Regions from separate parts of the Mus musculus genome. Here region 1 is linked to region 2. A link is a contact called in public Micro-C data. All regions are on one chromosome and are shown on one strand. The core of a region is the stretch at or near the end of the contact, and the rest is flanking DNA. Distances in the headings are between cores, read along the strand shown.

What was found. A called contact is a pair of places that touch in the nucleus more often than the background predicts.
Region 1: a Micro-C map of embryonic stem cells shows a contact between it and region 2, with 5 times the contacts expected there. The contact joins the enhancer-like site here to the promoter of Lrrc75a in region 2. A contact is called at or near these places in 1 of 484 Hi-C or Micro-C datasets (embryonic stem cells), 3 of 115 datasets of contacts at active chromatin or transcription factors (embryonic stem cells and stem cell-derived neural progenitor cells) and 2 of 9 other capture datasets (adipose tissue and pancreatic islet).

What each region holds. Positions count from the first base shown.
Region 1 is chr11:62,507,768-62,514,371 of GRCm38.p6, reverse strand. It overlaps Pigl (phosphatidylinositol glycan anchor biosynthesis, class L), which reads right to left. Exons shown (of 7, transcript NM_001039536.4): 4 at 6,578-6,604; 5 at 4,521-4,552; 6 at 2,101-2,234; 7 at 1-1,468. The coding sequence ends at 1,370. Among named protein-coding and RNA genes, the nearest start is that of Cenpv, 28 kb to the left of the region's middle. Within about 2 kb of position 2,566, at least 40 of the 459 cell types and tissues checked have an H3K27ac peak or open chromatin away from gene starts, as enhancers often do. A contact at or near this core is called in embryonic stem cells and pancreatic islet, where this site is marked.
Region 2 is chr11:62,646,350-62,653,311 of GRCm38.p6, reverse strand. Lrrc75a (leucine rich repeat containing 75A) reads left to right here and starts at 4,789. Exons shown (of 4, transcript NM_198861.1): 1 at 4,789-5,167. The coding sequence starts at 4,922. It overlaps Mmgt2 (membrane magnesium transporter 2), which reads right to left and starts at 4,648. Exons shown (of 2, transcript NM_175002.2): 1 at 4,456-4,648.

The DNA of each region.
Region 1 (6,604 bases), core at 1,317-3,816, 140 kb after region 2:
TTTTTACTTTTTAAAGAAACTCATTATGTAGCTCTGGATGTCCTGGAACTCACTATGTTGACCAGGCTGGCCACAAACTTAGAGATATCCACAAGTCTCTGTCTTCTGAATGCTGGGATTAAAGGCATATACTACTACACCCAGCTTCCCATATTTTATTTATTTTGTACTGGTTCAATATTTCACTATCAGAATAATGTTTGTATTTTCTTTCCATTTCTTTCTTTTTCTTTTTAAAAAAAGTATATATGGGCTGGCGAGATGGCTCAGTGGTTAAGAGCGCCGACTGCTCTTCAGAAGGTCCTGAGTTCAAATCCCAGCAACCACATGGTGGCTCACAACCATCTGTAATGAGATCTGATGCCCTCTTCTGGAGTGTCTGAAGATAGCTACAGTGTACTTACATATAACAAATAAATCTTAAAAAAAAAAAAAAAGTATATATATAAAGGTGTGGGCCCAGCTCCTACTGTGAAAAGGCAGAGAACCAAGGTGTTTATTGGCTCCTTAAAGGGGGGACCCACAGGATCATCTCCACACACAGCAGAACCACCATGATGATAAGGTACAGCTTCTCTAGACTGTAAAGTTCTCATAAGGGGACACAAATAAAAACCCAAGGAATAGTTTGAAGCACCTGAAGACTGTGGGGGGAGGGGAGAGGGGTGTCTGGATGAACCTGTGCTAGGGTTTGGCTGTGTCCCCTGGAATTCATGTGTCTTCAGAGCCCCAGTGTTTAGGGTGAGGCCTTTTGGAAGTGACAGGGTTATTTGTTGTAGGCGTGGCTTTGTTCTAAAGGAACTCTTTGGCTCATGGGCTCTTTCTGACTGACTGCCTTTGCCTTTGAGATGCAGCGGGATGCCCCTCACCGCGGTCATGTAGAGGCTGCTATGCTCTTGGACTTCACAGGCTTCAGAACTGTGATCCAAGAAAACCGCAGCTCTGCAGATGCCCTGTGAGCGGTGTTTCAGCTACAGGAACAGAAGACTGACCAAAACAGCCTGGTCTGGAAACCATGTAAACATCACACCTGTGAACTAGTTCTATGGCACATTTACACACATTTGTGGTAAAGACAACTTCCCTAGGCTTTGCTGGATGTCTGGTGCAAACTCTGTTATCATGCAAACTATTGGTAAATTAGTGGGGTGGCTACTATTGTGTTGGTGTAGGCTTGGTTTTGGCAGGTTTTCCTCAGAAGAGGAAGCTGGGTTGGGGTGACCCATCCTTCATGTGGTCCCTGTTTGGCAGACGCTGCTTTGCTGGGGTTTCCCTGGGTCAGGCAGGTAAATCAGCCCAAAGCCTGGCCAGACGACTTCTTGCTCTGCTTCTCCCTCTTGTTCTGAGGGTCTGACCACTCTCCAAGGCTTCAGAGGAACCGCAGTGAGTTGATTCTCATGTATCTGGAGAAGAGGACGTAGAGGTATCGGAACCAGAGGAGCTGGCTGCGGTGGCAGGACATGGCTTTCTGGAAGAATCAGAGAACATGCTGGCACTCACTCTGGGCCTGTTATTTGCAGACCCTCCCTCTCACTGCCCCACTGGGAGCTCTACGCTTTCTTAGATGTATATGTATGTCAGTGCTTGAGTGCATGGGTATGTAGTAACCAAGGAGGCCAAAAGAGGGTGACAGACCCCCTGGAACTGGAGTTACAGATGGCTGTGGCACAGGAACTGAAACCAGATCTTCTATGGGAGCATCGAGTGCTCCTAACCACTGAGCCAGCTCTCCAGCCGCTTGTTTTCATTTCACTGATGATGGTGTATGTATTTTTTTTTTTTTTTTTGGTTTTTTGAGACAGGGTTTCTCTGTGTAGCCCTGGCTGTCCTGGCACTCACTTTGTAGACTAGGTTGGCCTCGAACTCAGAAATCCACCTGTCTCTGCCTCCCAAGTGCTGGGATTAAAGGCATGCGCCACCACGCCCGGTTTATACATTTTATAATCAGGAAAAAAAAAAAAAAGCCCAAGTCGTTGAAAAGCTAGTCAGCCAGGTGGAATAATCTAGCATGTGGCGCACTGTCGCAGGTAGCAGGGCTTTGAAGAGCCAAGGGACATGAGGCTGGGGTCACAGTACAGTATCAGGAGATTCATATCTTACCTTGGCCTGTGCCACTTCTTTGCTGGTGAGCACAAAGAGAACATCCTGGGGTGACAGCAGAGTCCAGGGCAGATCCAGGAGGAAGGCGTACTTCCGAAGCGCGTTCACAGACTGGAGCGTGAGCACGGAGCACCCTGGGCAAGGAGGGATGGCGGATGGGATCACTGTGCTGCTCTCAGCCAGGTGCTCCCCTGAGCACCCTCCCTCTCCTAGTGGCTCAAGGCAGGCAAGGCAGATGCTCTTCAGCTGCCAGGTGCTTTGTGGCTCTCACCAGCATTCTCTCACAGGGGAGGACTGCCAGGTGGCAGAAGTGCTCCACAGCTGTGAGTGTCCGTGCAAGAGCTTCCACTTGGGCTGCTAGAGGGCTGAGGAAAGGTGATAAACAGGAACTTCTAAATTGGGAAACTAAAGACTCATTCCAGCTGTGCTCTGACACCAGGTGCTGGGTGAGCTGGCTCTCACCTGTAATCACAGCACTTGGAAGCCAGCCTAGGCTTCAGAGTTAGACCCCATTGCCGGGTCTGGCATGGCCTTGGTGGTGGGGGAGTGAATTGGTTCCCGCCTCTGGATCAGGACCAACTGGCCTTCCAAAGCCTCATGGGCTGCTGTGGGCAAAAGGCTTGTTTGCATAATAATGTACATATGTTTGCATTCCTCTGTTCCGGCCTAGCAGTAAATGATAATGACTCCACGGGATTCCGAGACTGCACTAGTCCTGGAGGCATAGGTGTGGCTAGTGTCTCAGCAAAATGGTAAATGCTGGGACCTACAAGACAGCCCTTAAGGTTATGAAAAGAACTCTAAAACCATGAGTTTGAAAATATAAAATTTCTCAACTATGTAAAATATGACTATGTAATATAAATTGTGTAAGGAGCTTCATAGATCTAAAGGGACTGAGGCAGCTGCACTGTGAGCCAACTTGTCAGATACTTAGGAGGAAGATAAAGAGATTTAGAGCAGGCTAAGTTTTGTTGTTGTTGTGCTTACATAGATTCCTGAGTTCAAGGTCAGCGTGGGATAAGGAATTTAGGTCCAGGCTCTGCAGTGGTTGAAAAGGTAATTTCTGGGTGGGGTCCCACCCAACTAGTTTGTTGCCTTGTGTAACAGAGGCAGGCGGATCTCCGAATTCTTTTGCAACTTTAAAAAAAATGCGCTTGCTCTCCCATAACAAAGGGCTGGGATCACCGGATGCAGTTTGATAGGATAATCCAAAGGAAGCCAGGAGTAGAGTAAAGGACTAGATTGGTATGTAAAATAAAAGATCAGTGGGAATGAGCTATGCAGAGAAGTTTTTAGGTCAGAGAACTGCTTGGAGAATAGGCACAAGCAGAACACAGAGGTAACTGGCTAAAGATCTCCAGAGAAGGAAAAACAGAGAAAGCAGACTGAAAAGCTGTCTTGAGCAGAACATAGGCCACCAGCTCAGACCCATGCTTTGACCTGAGTCGTTTGTTTCCCCAGGTCCCAGTCAGGCCTTCTCTCAGAACCCCTCTCCAAGCCAAGGCTGGTCCTTGGCACCCCATCTCTGAAAATGTTTTGGCATGGAAAGTCTCTTAACTGCTCTGGAGTTTAGCTTCCTAGTTGATAAAGTGGTGTGGGCAGTGTAGGCCTGCCTGTCTCACGTGGTGGACAATGGTGGCCAGTGGTGCTCCTAAGGCCTCACTCAGTCTGTGGAGACAGCACTCAGCTCCCGCGGTTCACTTTCTGATCTCATGTCACCCCTGTGAGGGAGGCCAGCCCAGAACCTGCCATGCACACCTTACAACACTGCACAGTCTAGGGCCACCCTGAATATGTGTCCTTCAGTCCCCAGCGGTACTGTTCTAGGACTGCCACAAATACTTCAATTACTGATGACCAAGTTGACATAAAATGATGCAGTGTTTACACAGAACCTATCCGCATCCTCTTGTATACATGAATTCATCTCCGGGTTACTTATACTCTCTAATGTGAGGAAATGCTGTGGAAATAGTTGCTGTATTCCATTGTCTAGGACTAATAAGAAGAGAAGAATCTGCATGCTCAGTATAGGTGCCATTTTTTTCTTCTTGCATATTTAAATATGTTTTTGCGTGTGCGTGTGCCTGCATGAGTTTATGTGCACCACATTCGTGCACTGGATGTCTGAATGCCCTGGGACTGGTATTATAAGGTGTTGTAGTCTGCCTGATATGGGTCCTGGGAACTGAGCCCAGGTCCTTTGCAAGAGCGTGCTTTTAACTGGGGAGCCTGGTCTCCAGCATCCCCTTGAATAATTCTGCTCCCATGGTGTTAAGTCCATAGATAACATAGAAATTAATAGATATGGAGGGCTGACAATATTTGCAAATTTCCTTGGTAAGTTCCTTACAAGAGTAGTGACTGTTGTCTATTTGCAAAAAACCAGAAACCCAAACAACAAAAGCCTTCTTTACCTTTAGGCAGCTTCCCTCCTGAGTGCAGGGCCCTGGAGGATGGAGAGGAGGAACATTAGAGGGAGCACGAGACACCCACTCTGCTGTGTAAACAGGAGGGACCTTCAGAGCAAGGCCTGCAGGCCCATGGCCCAGCCAAGCACACGAGACTCCCGGAAGTTTCTATTGCATAAGTCAACATCTAAATCTACAGGACTCCACACTTCTGATTATGGCATTTCATTCCCACACAGCTTAATCCAGAAGTTGGTCTGTGGATTATGGAATAATCTGGCCTCAAGTTTTGCCCATTAGAGATGAGATAACTACCCTCGATGTTTTTTGTTTTTCTCTAAAAATCTATTAGTGTCCTAGTTAGCTTTCTGTTGCCATGATAAAGACCAAGACCAAAAACAACTTTGGGAGGAGGAGAGGGTTTATATCATCTTAAAACTCCCAGATCACAGTCCATCAGGAGGGAAGTTAGGGCAGGAACTTACACTGGAACTTCGAGGTAGGAACTGAAGCAGAGGCCGCTCACTGGCTTGCTACTTTTGGCTTGCTCAGCCTGCTCTCTTATACACTGACGTCCACCTGTCCAGAGGACATCACCCACAGTTGGCAGGGCCCTTCCACATCAATCATCAAACAAGAAAATGACCCACAGACTTGCCTACAGGTCATTTTGATGGAGGCTTTTTCTTGATTGACATTCCCTCTTCCCAAATGACTCCAGCTTGTGTCAAACTGACAAAAAGCCACAAGTACAAGTGAAAGAATAGTAAACTCAGTGCTCCAAGGTATGCTAATCATAAAACAGATAGCGACATTCCTCCACCCACCTACTTCCTGCGTTCAAAGAGTATTCATTCAAAGAAAGTCACCCTGACCCACCCTGACCATTGCGGGAACCCGCTATGCAAAGGTGCTACTGTTAGGGGCTCTTAGAAACTGTCTTGAGAGTTAACAGTTACCATTCCTTGTGACACTTGTGACTTTGTACTTCCTTGTGACTCTTAACTGGTATTTTTGGTATTTTCCAACAACGCCCTCCCCACCTCCTTGAGTTGTGGTTTCTTCCTTTAAATACCCCCTTACTCAGCTACTCGGGGCGCCACGGTCCTCTACCCCTGCGTGGTGTATGACCGTGGGCCCGAGAGCGCTCTTGAATAAAAATCCTCTTGCAGGTTGCAGCAAGACCGTTTCTCGTTGGTGATTTTGGGGTGTCGCCTCTCCTGAGTCAGAACGTGAGGGAGTCCTCACGTTGTGGGTCTTTCACAAGCAGAGATGGAACTAGCTAAGTCCTACTCAAGGACCCTACCCACTGTCTGCTGAGGTGCTCCTGGATTGTTTGTAGTACATACCTGAGTGCAAATTAACAAGGCTCTAGGGGCTGGCGAGATGGCTCAGTGGTTAAGAGTGCCGACTGCTCTTCTGAAGGTCCTGAGTTCAAATTCCAGCAACCACATGGTGGCTCACAACCATCCATAACAAAATCTGATGCCCTCTTCTGGAGTGTCTGAAGACAGCTACAGTGTACTTACATATAATAAATAAATAAATCTTAAAAAAAAAAAACAAGGGGAGTGGGGGTGGGTGGGTATGGGGGACTTTTGGTATAGCATTGGAAATGTAAATGAGCTAAATACCTAATAAAAAATGAAAAAAAAAGAACAAAAAAAACAAGGCTCTATGTGGACCTGGAACAAAATGGAGCCCCTGTTCCTACCAACAATATGACAGCAATAATTTCTGGTATCTTTCAAAGTTGCATACAATTGAAGACAAGGTTGGGGAGCCGTCAGGTCAGGTCTGCCTACATGGGAGCCTTATAGAGGCACCTCACTGAAGGGAGAACCAGGCTGACATACTTGAAAGCAAAACACCTTAAAAATAAAGGATGTGGTGAGGTAGGTGAGCAACAGAGCAGCAGTGGCTGTACAGGGACACTGGTAGGTTTGCTGGCACAGACAACAGGCAGGGAGTGTTGAGTAACTGTGACCCTTGAGCAAATGGAGGACCACTTCCTTCCCACATCCATCACCCCGTTCCCACGCCCATCCCTCAGAGAAGCATACCTCACAGCTTTGTACAAAGCAATATGG
Region 2 (6,962 bases), core at 3,540-6,039:
TTAGCTGGGCGGTGGTGGCACACACCTTTAATCCCTTGGGAGGCAGAGGCAGGCAGATTTCTGAGTTCGAGGCCAGCCTGGTCTACAAGGTGAGTTCCAGGACAGCCAGGGCTATACAGAGAAACCCTGTCTCGAAAAAATAAATAAATAAATAAATAAAATATTTAATAAATCAAAAATAAATAAAATCATTAACTCAAATAAACCCTTTTCCTTATAAGTTGATTCTCTCAGATACTTGCTATAGTAAAGAAGAGCTGGCTAAGAGAAAAGGGAGAAAGAAGAGAAGAGAGTCAAATGGACAGATTCTCAGCCAAGGCAACAGCTGTGTATCAGACAGGGATATATTTTAAAGTGAAGACGAATGATATGAAGTACTAACAACATAGTCTTTCCATTCAGACAGACCTAAGTTCAATTCCCCAGCTCTGCCCTTCACTGTCTGTGAGACCTTGGGCAAATCACTTAACCTGGCAAAGATTTCACTTCTTCACCTTAGAAATCAGGACCATAAACAAATCTCACAGCTGCTGGAAGGATGGAGTGGCACCATGTGTGCAAATGACGCAACCCAAAACACAGCATATGGAGAGCCATGGAGAGCCAGAGAACCAGACAGCAGAAGGAAGTCACTGGCCTTGATGCCAGTGTTAGCAGACTCCATTAGTCAGGTGCAGGTGCTGAAGGAAATGATCCAGTGCACACTCGTTCCAGGGTCCCTGACCTGTCCCTGACTATGAGCAGAGACCTCAGTGCTCCAGAAGAGGATATACTCACTGGAAGAAGGTGACATGCCTACTGGTAAAAGACTTTCCTCTGGGAGCCTGGCACACTCTCACATCTTGTGGATGGAAAGACCCTGCCTCTTGACACCTGAGCCTCTTTTCAGTGTTGTGCTTCTAACAGGCACACTTGAAAGACAACAGCTTACTACTTCCTTTATATGCCGTAGATTCCCTCCTCCCCAAGCTCCATGTTTCTCAGCTATGACACAAACCATCTGCATGTGGAGCATCCATCTGGGCCCATCACACTGCCCCTGCAGGGCTTGGAGGCAAGAACTAACGCAAAAGCGGTAAAGTCCTGGTCTCTACTCTCAAAGTCTTGTGTCTTCTGCCAATGACCAGAGCCATCAATGTGTGCAGGGTTGGAAAGCCATGAGTGTAAGCCATGGCAAAACCTACAATGAGGATTCAGACAGCACTGTTTGCCAACAAGTAAAGGACAGGGGTAAGAAAGAGGGCTCTAATGGAATAAAGAAGAAAAGGCACACAAGGCTCTGGGCTCTATCTCCAGCACTGCAAGAGAAAAGCCACAGAGTAGTCCCTATTCAGTCTTCTGAAATTCCCCAAACTGTCCTGGAATTCCCTACATAGTCTCAAACCTGCTATCCTGCCTTACTCTCCCAAGAGCTAGAATCCCCGGGGCACACCATCATGCCAGAGTAGAAGAAAGCAGTTTCAACCAAAACCGAGTAGGCAACAGGATCTGGCATGGCCTCTGAGTGAGATGAAGACTGAAAAGTAGCCACTGAATTTAGCAACTAGGTCACTGGCAAGACACATTTCAATGATGTGGTGTGGATGGAAGCCAAACTGTAGCAAAAGAAGAGTGGATGGAGGTGAAGAAGTTGTAACAATGAATACAGGCATTTGTTAGAAGCTTAGCTGAAGCAGGGTGGTAGTGGCGCACACCTTTAATCTCAGCACTTGGGAGGCAGAGGCAGGGGGATCCCTGATTTGAGGCCAACCTGGTCTACAGAGCAAGTTCCAGCACAGCCAAGGCTACAAAGAAATCTTGTCTTAAACAAACAAACAAACAAAAAGCTCTGCTGAAATGGAAGGGGGTGGAGCATTGGTAGCAGGAACAGATTGAGGCAAACTCAAATCTCTCTCTCTCTCTCTCTCTCTCTCTCTCTCTCTCTGTGTGTGTGTGTGTGTGTGTGTGTGTGTGTGTGTGTGTGGTTTGGTTTTTCTTGGTTTTGTTTTGTTTTTCTGAGACAGAGTTTCTCTGTGTAATAGCCCTGGCTGTCCTCCACTCACTTTGTAGACCTAGTGGCCTCGAACTCACAAAAATATACCTGCCTCTGCCTCCTGAGTGCTAGGATTAAAAGGGTGTGCCACCACACTCAGCTTTTCAACTTGTCTCTTAATAAATAGAGAAGATCTGAATGATCATTACTGAGAGCAAGCCCATGAAGAAATATTGGGAGAAAAAAAATAACAGAGGAATGGATTCAGAGAAAGAATGAGACTGCATTTGCCCCACTTATACATCCTCAAGCAGGCCAACCTGCTAGCTCAGGTTTGGGGTCTGTCCTCAGGTGGGTGGCATCCACCCCGCCCCCAAAGGGACCCCATCAGCAGGGATCTTTCACAGCTACTTTCCTGGATGGTCATGCAAGCCAGAAATGAGATCCAGGGGTATTTCCCAAACCAGATTCTCAAGACCCGGATAAGTGTCCTCTGCACACAAAAGCCAAGCAGTTTTGAATGCAGTGCTGAACCGTGAAGCCAGAGCAGAGTTCTCTAAGAACACCAGAGAGTGGGACTTGGGGAGACCCAAGGCCTCAACCTCAAGGCACTTGTTGGAGTTGACAGAGAAGACATATTTGAGAAGATGGAAAAGAATGATCACTTCTACAGCACCTCTGCTTGGATAAGAATTCTCACCCGGCTCACCTCGTCAGGCTCCCGAACCCTCTTCCCAGCCCATTGGTGCATATTCTTATAGAATACGGTTCCAGCAAAGAGTTTTCTCAAGTCAGTTTCGGAAGAACTACTCCAGGTGGCTGATCACCTGCAATGTCTGATGAGGTTTGTCCTCTACCAGCCTGCAGGGATATCGACTGGCAATTCTGTTAGACCAGTTTAGCTAGAATCCCTTTATAGATGGTGCTTTCCCTTTGTCATTTCCCATCCATCAACACCCACCCCAGCTGCTTCGCTATAAACTCAAAACCAAGCTGGGTCTCTCTCCCCTAGTGCCAAACCCTACTGAGGATGGTCCTGAATGAATAACAAGTGTCATTACATTTTTTTTTTCCAAAAAGTATTCACCGGTCTAAGAGACAGCTCAGTGGGTAAAAATGCTTGCCTTGCAAGCAGGACTGAGTTTGGTATCCATGACTCATTTTTAAAAAGAATTAAGCTCTAAATTAATTTAAAGATTTTAATTTATAATTTTTTTTAATTTTTAAAGAAAAATTGTCACACGCCCCTATAACCCCAGCACTCAGGAGTCAGAGTCAGGTAAATCTGTAAACTCGAGGCCAGCCTAGTCTATGTAAAAGGTTCCAGATTAGCCAGGGATACATAATGTGATCTACCTTAAAAAAAAAAAAAAAAAAAGGACTGGTGAGCTGGCTCAGTGGGGAGGAGCATTGACTGCTCTTCTGAAGGTCCTGAGTTCAAATCCCGGCAACCACATGGTGGCTCACAACCATCCGTAATGAGATCTGATGCCCTCTTTTGGTGTGTCTGAAGACAGCTACAGTGTACTTACATATAATAAATAAATCTTTAAAAAAGAAAAGAAAAAGTCGTGTGGTCGTACTCACCTAACAATCCTAAATTAGTAAGGTGGAAAATAGGTGGATTTGTGGAGTTCATTGGCCAGGCAAACTAGCCTGCTTGGGGAGTTCCACGCCAGGGAGAAACTTTGTTAAACAAAAAAGCACCAGGGTAAACAGACACAGAAATACACACACACAGTCTTCACCTTCCAACTCTTGACATAAATGTTACTGTGTTACTATCCTAACCTTCCAGAAGGAGCCAGGGATCTGGAAGCCCAAGGCTTTTCTGATACGTATCAGCAGCAGGTGGTGGACTCCAGCCCTCTGGCCTAGAGCAATACTAGCGACCTTAAGAAAGAAAAAATAAATAAATAAATACAAATAAAACTGCTGCCCCTCCTACAGCTAAGAACAGGGCACATGGGCCTCCAAAATACCTTATCCAAGCACCATGGGTTCCCAGGGGGTTGGTAGAAGAAACCCGAGAAGAAGGCAACAAGGAATGTCTAACCAGAAGCCACATTTCCGCTTTGAAGTAGTAGCAGGAAGACTTAAAGGTCTCCTCTCAGCAGTGTCGGAGGGAGAAAAGAATGCAGAGTTCACAAAACTAGAGTATCCAGATCTGTGTCCGTGCACCAACTACCATCACCTACCTGAAAGCCACTGGGGCTCCAAGAAACGAGCATCGGAACCACCCAAGATGCTAGCTAAATGCACATTTCCAGGCCCGGAGAAGAGGCTTGCTCAGTGGGCATTGAGCCAGGCCTGAGATACTACGCTTTAAACCAGCACCTCGGACAATCTGAGATACTGATTCTCTGCAGAGCCCACTCTTGAGAATCTAGACTCTGCGGCGAACAGGACCTCCAAGTTCCGAAGTTTCTCTCCCTCGCTCGGCGCCCCGACCTCCTCCCACCACCGTAATCCCTGGGCCTCACCTAGGCGCGCAGTCAGGAAAGCATCGGGGAACTCACTGACCTTTGCCAGGAAGCCGCGGGCCCCAAGAGGCGCAGCACAGTGTCCGGCAGGGGGCGCTGCACCAGGGACAAAGCAGGGCGGGGGCGCCGGGCACCCCTAGCCCAGAGCCGCGCGGCGGGAAGGAGCGGGCGCCGGAGAGGGAGGGAGACACGCGGCGGCGCGGGGGCGGGGCGGCCGGCGGGGCGGGGCGGGGCCGACGGGCTGGCGGCGAGCGCCGGGACGGGCTGGCGGCGAGCGCCGGGAGAGCGCGCCGGGGCAGCGAGGAGGGAGGAGCGAGGGGAGTGCGGGCCGCAGCCGCCCCCGCCCCCGCCCCGCGCCCGCGCCTCCCGCGCGCAACAGTTCCCCCAAAGTTGCGGCCGGGGAGGCGCGAAGCCGGCGGGGGACGCGGCCTTAGCCCGGCGCGCGCAGCCCCAGGCGGGCGGCGGCATGGGCACTCGGCAGACCAAGGGCAGCCTGGCGGAGAGAGCCAGCCCCGGCGCGGCGCCCGGCCCCCGCCGCGAACGACCCGACTTCTGGGCGTCGCTGCTGCTGCGCGCCGGGGACAAGGCGGGGCGCGCGGGCAGTGGGCTACCCCCCTATCACCGGCGCGTCGGCATGGTCCAGGAGCTGCTGCGGATGGTGCGCCAGGGCCGGCGGGAGGAGGCGGGGACGCTGCTGCAGCACCTGCGCCAGGTGAGCGCGGGGAGGGGGCATGGGGGGCGCGGCGGCTCCCGGAGCGCCCCGCCCCTACGAGGGGGGTGACAGGAGAGCGCCGGGAGGCACCGCCCAGGGTCCCCGTTTCGCGGGGATGGAGCGGTGTGTCAGCAGGTGCCTCTGTGTTTCCTGCTGAATTTGGGGCCTCAGGCTAGGGTGAGGAAGGCTGACCTGTCCAGGTAGGTAAAGGGGACCTGTTGGACCATTGTCCCTGCTCCTCTCCTCCACAAGTCCCCAGGGATAGTTGATGAGAGAGGATACAGAGAGGAATGCCTGGTCTGGGCCAGAGTTTTCTTCCTCTCTGCTCACAACCTATCACCCTCTTGCAAGGGTCCCCAGGGAATGCGCAGTTATCTGTTTAAGCCAGCTTCTGAGGTATGTCCCTAGGACCAGTAAGATTTCAGCCCCTAGATCGTTTGCAACCAATATTGTGTCTTGTGGTTTCATCTCCCCTAACTTTGGCTGGTCCTTGCAGTGAGACCCCGGCAGAAGTCTTGGTCAGAATGAAGCTAGGCTTGGTTTCTTGGCCAGCAGGAACTGTACTGTACTCTCTCAGCCTGGTCCTGATTCACTGACTAAGGGGCATACTACACATCTGACCAATAGTCCCCTTCAATAGTCCCCTCTATTGAAGGGCTGGTGCCTCACCCACCTCTCGTTTTTTTGTTTTCCTTTCTCATTTTCTTCCGGGGAAAGTGGTAGCCTGTACTATAGGGTCTTGCTGAGTGGCAGAGGCAGGAGGGTGCATAGGTGCTCGGTGGAACAGTGATCAGATCGGTTTGGTCTGGCTTTGTGTCACGGACTCGCACAGACGTTATATTTTTGTGCAGACCTTATATTCTTGGAGGACCCCTGTAGATAAACAGTGTGCTGAAAATGGGGGAGGGGAAACCTCAGCTGACCTTTGTGAGGTTTTCCCATTACTGATAGAAGAAGCTGTAGGGACAACTTCCTGGGAGGAGCTTCCAGGATCTAATTGGATCCACATCTCCCTGGATTCTGAACCATGGCTTCCCTCACACCCTATAATGTTTCTCTGGAGTTTGTTCCTAAGGTGTGTGCACTGCAAAAGAAAGAGAAGTAGAGACTTGAGGACTTGGGGAGGTGTAAGCCTTCCACCTTTGCCTCTAGTTTTCCTGACAACAGCCACAGTGATTCTCTAGAGGCTGCTGTACCCTCAGATACCTTCTCTGGGTTGAATCATCAAAGAAAGATAGCATTTTACACCATGTAACTTTAGTGGTGTGTATTTCTCTGTCTTTTGAAAATCAAAAGCCAACCTTGTATGGCCTCCATGGTAATTCTGTCACTTTCACATGCAAAAATGGATTTTCCAGACCGTCATTAGCTGTCTGTGCAATAGGCAGTAAGAGGGTTGTACCAATCACATGCAGCTTCCCCAGCCCTGAAGAACACCAAAGCAAGGAAGAAACTGACAAGCCCTTATTGAGGGGTAGGGGAGAAAATTAAGGCAACATTGGCAAGCACCAGTTAGGAGCCCACTGGAGGGAGCCGAGGGTCTCAGGGAGGAGGCTGATGTTAGGGGTATCCAGTAAAATTACACATCGCATTGTGGGACCTGGCCCTCTCCCTTTAGGGTCTTCCGCTTGTGTGTCTTTGGCTCTCTCTCTGGCACCTCTCCAACCACAGGCCCCGGAGGGCTAAAGGGAAGAGGCAGGGTTAATCAGACTTCCCCCTTTTCTGGGGCTCCCTGGCCCTGTGCCTGATGATGAGGGCTGTGGACCTGGAGAGCTGCCCTGCGTTGCCTGTAATG